2 separate regions of the Mus musculus genome follow, and region 2 is linked to region 1. Evidence: chromatin contacts called from public Hi-C data. All regions are on one chromosome and are shown on one strand. The core of a region is the stretch at or near the end of the contact, and the rest is flanking DNA. Distances in the headings are between cores, read along the strand shown. Region 1 overlaps Col6a6 (collagen, type VI, alpha 6). Region 2 overlaps Col6a5 (collagen, type VI, alpha 5).

Region 1 (2,638 bases), core at 70-2,569:
TCTCTGCCTCTCCAAAGCAAACATTACAGGTGTGTGCTGGGCCCACCAGATCTGGCTTGGGGTTTTCTTTTCTTATTTGAACAGTATGTAGAAGGTTGCTGACTCAGCAGCTTTGCCTCCCTTAGGGAATGTGCTGCTCTGAAGTGGACCATGTCCTGCTGTCTGCTTTGTGGTCGTGCGCCAAATGAGTCACAGACACTTTGAAGGCATCCGAAGCTTCAGAGGGCATCTGGCCAAGTCTATTCTTTAAGCCTAGCACTGGTGCAGCCAGTGGCTCAGAGTAGATGATCAGCAATGAACACTGTGTTGAATGGGCATGACCATGGGCCTGTGGTAGAATTCACTTCCTGCAGCTGTGTTTTAAAGATGGCACTTTCTAGATATCACAGCTTTGGAAATGGAGTAGGCGGCTGTATCACGCTCAGTGTTCAGAACACTCTCTGTGTCTCCCGTGAGTCCCACCTGCTCTTAGCTTAAAACATTTCTGCTTTTGTCCTAAGAGGGAGGGGCTGCCTCATCTGATCATGTGACTGGCATCTGATCATGTGACTGGATGCCCAGGCAGGGAAGAGCAGGAAGAATTCTGGAATACCAGGAAGGAAATTTCAGGGCAAGTCTTACCCTCTCTCCCCCACACTTGTGGGCCATCAAGCAAGCTTCTTTTCGAGTTTACCAGAGACTTACCAAGTGGTCTTTTGGTCAACCCTTATAAAAGACTTCCTTCAGGGTGACCCCTTGCCCAAAACTCCTCTTTGGGGTTTCAGTTCCAGAATCTATGGAAATGAATCTCACTCTGGGGGGCTCACTATTCCCATACCCGTGTTTCTAAAACCTTGTATATGTGTATCCTGGGAGCTCGGGTAAGATACATCATCGGGTGGGGCTGAAGCCTGCGTCTAACCAGCCCCAGCTGGTAGTTGGTGCTGGTCCTAGACTCACACTGAGTAGGATTTGCCATCAACCCCACCAGCAGTCTCTCTGCACTGCTCAGCACATCTGCAGGCTCATCCCACCTCACTCTTCAATACGATGACAGCTTTAGGAATTAGCCAGGCACTCGCACATGCCTTCTTCAACCTGTGCATGCCTGTCTCCTTATCTGCACTCCCTTGGACAAGAGTCAGCAGGCTCTGAAAACAGATATAGTTACCCACTGCCTGTCTGCCTTCAGCCTCATATCTGGACACGGCTCCTCGGCCATCCCTGCTGCATCCAAAATGGACTGCAGATTTCTCAGGACGCCCAGCCAAGAAAAACAGCCCATGCTTGTCTCCTTACAGGCACAGTTATTCTCGTGAGTGAATCCTACAAGGTCATGGAGTTGGGAGAAAGTTATACAAAGCCATGCCTTTCATTCTGACCGATAAAAAACGATATCTCTTTAACACTCCCAGCTCAGACTTTGGAACTTGTCCAAGCAAAGCCAAGAATTGTTTCTGTTTTTCTCTGGCTTCTCTCTCTCTCTCTCTGTGTTAACTGCAGAAACCTCTTACCAAAGGGTAGCTTGTTAGGGTTACATGGCAAGGGAGCCCGAGTCCAGGCTGTGATTTCACACCCCCCAGACTACACCTCTCTGTGCAGACAGATGTGTGGACAGCTGCTTGTTATGATTGCTTCTCCATAGGAACCAGAGGCATAAAAAAAAAATATGATGAGCCAGAAAATTAAATGCTTAGGAACCAGAGTGTCCTCCCTTCCACCATCCATTATTACATATTTTCCTCTCTGACCCTGCAATGCCCTTGAAGACAAACAAGAGGTGTCCAAGCATGCACGCCAGCACATTGCCCTTCTGGGGAATTACGGAGCAGGCTCTTATGTACAGGAACAGTTTTCTGACTTACGCCTGATGGAGTTTATAAAAGACTTCACAAACTTCACACTGTATCCGTGGTCAGGTTTATGAATTCGGCCAAGCTGGATCAAGTGCTGGTCTACGGGGTGGCTGGCCAGGTCTTCCAGTTCCTTGTCATCCCAGTCAGGGCCCAAGGAAAAGACAAAGAGGGCATACCCATGACATTTGGCTCGTAGGGACTCTTTCTTTAAGGTTTCCGCATCCAGGTGGCTGGTTTCCCCAGCAGATATCACAAATATGACTTTGTTTCGTCTCAAATTGGGGGTGTTTAAAAAGACGTTGTCCAGTGCCCACCCGAGGGCATGGCCAAGAAAAGCATCTCCATGCAGCTGCTGGACTGCCTGATCCACGTGTCTCTTCATGAGGCGCTTACTGCTATAGCTGGTTAGGTTGAACTCAGTTCTAACCGGACTCCTCTGGGTGTTGGGTAGGAAGTCGAGGGGGGCATGGCTCAGCAGGGCCACCCTGTCTCCAGTGACAGATGTCTCTGGCTCCGAAGTGATTTCGAAGTGATCTAGCAGTGCCTCTAGAAAGTCTCTCATGTCTTCAAACTCTGCACTTCCCACGTGCCGAGAGCCATCCAGTAGGAATGCAGTGTCCAGGTAGGACTGAATGGGGGGTGGTTTGGCTTGGTCACACGAAGCATCCGGCTTGCATAGATCTGCAAACCAAGTCATTTAGAGTTACTAAGCAGATCGAGACAAAGAGTAGGAAGGTTCTACCTCAGCTATTTGAGCATGCAGGCACTACATAGATTTTGCTCATAAAATAGTTATATCTCTG
Region 2 (2,638 bases), core at 94-2,593, 170 kb after region 1:
CTATCCTAGAACTTGATCTGTAGACCAGGCTGGCCTCAAACTCAGAGATCTGTCAGAGATCTCCCAAGTGCTGGGATTAAAAGGGATGTGCCATTACTTCACATCTTAGTCATGGGTTTGTTATTTTTTATAAGCTATGAGGCTAATATATGTATTGAGTTCTATTCATGTGAATAATTTCTGACGTCCTTCTTTTTAAAAAATGTGTGTGTGTGTTCCTGTGTGCATGTCTATGTACCACATGCATGCCTGGTGCTCAAAGAGGCCAGAAGAAGGTATAAGATCCCTTGTAACAGGATGATTATGAATCAACATGTGATTCTGAGAACAAACCCCAAGTCCTCTGACAAGTCGGCCAGCGAGCTCTTAACCACTGAGCCAGCCCTTAGAGGTCCATGTCGCTGGTATTGTTCAAGTTCAACATTTTCCCAACATTCGAAAGCACTGGCGATGCTTTCTGTTTCTGCTTTCTGATACTAAACCAAGTATTCCATCCACTTCAGGCCTTGGGGTCAGATCTCCACATATCTTCTCTCATCAAAATATCCTTTTAGCATGAGACTGGGGTTGCCACTGCTCCCAATTCACACCTAAGCAGACCTAAGCTTGGAGACGTTCGGTGATTTAGCCAAGAAACGAAAGCCTAGAAGTAGAGACAGAATCTATACCAAATCTGTCCCAATGGCTGACTCCTTCAGAAGGAGGAGTCGTCAAACATCAGGGTAGGGAAGAAATAGTGAAGTACACACTAACCAGGGCGAGAAAGGCTCAGGGACCTGATGAGAAGAAAGTCGTCTTCAGTCTATTGGCATTCTCTCTGACAGAGGCCATGAGGGAATATTTTCTTCTAAAAGTATGTCATGACATAAATAAAATCGGCCTTCCTTTTCCTCCAGTAGGCATTGCAGAGCGGTGGTTATGGACAGGTCTTAGGAGCTGGAGTCTTATTTCTGCCTGTTTTTAATTCAGTGACCCCGGCTCTTCTCCATCACTCCATTCCTCTCTACAAAGTGCCATGCTAATACACAACAATTCCATGAGGTTTTTGAGGAAAAAAATGGAATAGTTTGCAAAGCTCACAACAAATTAAAGTGTTCACAAATTTAATCTTTATAAGTAAACAAGAAGAAAACTCCTAGGGCTACGAAAGTCCTCCCTGCAATGGTAAATTCTTCAGAACTTCGATAAGAAAAGAAAATGCAGCCTGTTGGCCTAACTTACAGACGCACTCACACGAGCCCCAGAAGTGACGAGCCCACTGTGTTCTCGCAGGCATATCTGCAGAGGACTTGGCAGCACTTTATGCGCCTCTCCATCTCACACCCGCAGCCCGGGCCTCTCCTCCCCTCTGTCTGGTGAGGTCACTGGCCAGGGTCCCAGGGCTGGGCCGGGAAAGCAGGGGAGGCAGGCACAGCTTGTGCACACCACTGTATGCCATTAACATGTCATGCGGAAACAGAAACCCTTACACGCCCCGTGTTTTTCTGGGAGAACCTCTTCTCGTTTAAGTAGACAAAACTTGAAAACAGGTTTCATTCTTTTCCCTGAGGATAGGCCCAATGGTCTTCTTGGCCTTGATTTTTCTAGGTGGTTCTCAGATCGTCAGAACATCACTTCCGAACCATTCTGTGCTCAGAAACAAGAGTCGGCAGAAAAGGCCTGCCTCCTGGGGAGAAGCCCTGCCTCCTTCGAGAATCTCTGCACCCAAAACACCTGCAGACACGTGCCCTCCGGTTTTAAATGAAGTCACTCTGTGCTTTATGTTTCTAGGTGGGTTTATTATAAGCAAGCTTTAAAAATTAAATTGGAAAAAATTTTAAACACCAGAACTATATCGCCAAAATTATTTGAAAATAACTCTCCAAAATAATGATGCAATTTATGTTGTTTTCAGATTTGGTAAATGAATGTACTTCACCATTTATAAGTGACCACGGAGCCACCACCAACCACAGTCAGGTCGACGGTGCAGGTGACCAGAGGTTGATGCAATGCAGAACATGAGCTGACTGACATTCCAGGGATGGCTCGGAAGCCAACTCTGCCATCCAATGCACATTTACGTTAAAGTGCATGTATGTGCAAGTTGAATATGGAGCAGCAAAAGTCAGAATCAAATGACATGTTTAAGAAGAGGTCCATAGCTAAATATATCCATTTGTTGGAGGGGCATTATGAGAGTGTTTAGAAAAATCAGGATGGAGTTTATAGCAATTTGGACAATGTTAGACATGATACCGTGTGAAAAAATAGAACATGCAGTTGAATAAAGCCAGGGAGACAAAGGACGCATTCAACACTTAAAAAAAAGGTGTTTGATAAATGCTTTTGAAGGTTTATGTTCAAATTTTTATTATCACTTTATGGTTCCTTTGAGTTTTGTTTTTGTTTTTGTTTTTTTTTAATTAAGATCCTGGAGTAATGATGGGGCAGCAATGGGCAGATGGAGATGCTGCAGGCCTCCACTCACACCAGATGCCAGAATCCCTCTTCAGCTATTGCAAAAAACAAGTCTCCAGATACCGCAGTTACATTCTCAGACCCCACATGGTATAAGGAAAACTAGCTCTGGCCAAGTTGTCCTCTAACACTCTACATAGACAATGGTTATTGCAACACACACACACAGACACACACA

Evidence for each region. Hi-C and Micro-C count contacts between places; a contact is called where the count stands out from the background.
Region 2: a contact with region 1 is called in a Hi-C map of uterus, with 3 times the contacts expected there. The contact joins two enhancer-like sites. A contact is called at or near these places in 1 of 15 datasets of contacts at CTCF or cohesin (embryonic stem cells), 26 of 484 Hi-C or Micro-C datasets (B cells, the G1E-ER4 cell line, LSK cells and 14 more), 4 of 115 datasets of contacts at active chromatin or transcription factors (VIP interneurons, cardiomyocytes, embryonic fibroblasts and 1 more) and 2 of 9 other capture datasets (embryonic stem cells and liver).

The regions. Positions count from the first base shown.
Region 1 is chr9:105,696,817-105,699,454 of GRCm38.p6, forward strand. It overlaps Col6a6 (collagen, type VI, alpha 6), which reads right to left. Exons shown (of 37, transcript NM_001102607.1): 35 at 1,845-2,516. Among named protein-coding and RNA genes, the nearest start is that of Pik3r4, 55 kb to the left of the region's middle. Within about 2 kb of position 1,320, at least 22 of the 459 cell types and tissues checked have an H3K27ac peak or open chromatin away from gene starts, as enhancers often do. A contact at or near this core is called in uterus, where this site is marked.
Region 2 is chr9:105,870,503-105,873,140 of GRCm38.p6, forward strand. The region is part of intron 37 of Col6a5 (collagen, type VI, alpha 5); the gene reads right to left. Among named protein-coding and RNA genes, the nearest start is that of Col6a6, 44 kb to the left of the region's middle. Within about 2 kb of position 1,344, at least 8 of the 459 cell types and tissues checked have an H3K27ac peak or open chromatin away from gene starts, as enhancers often do. A contact at or near this core is called in uterus, where this site is marked.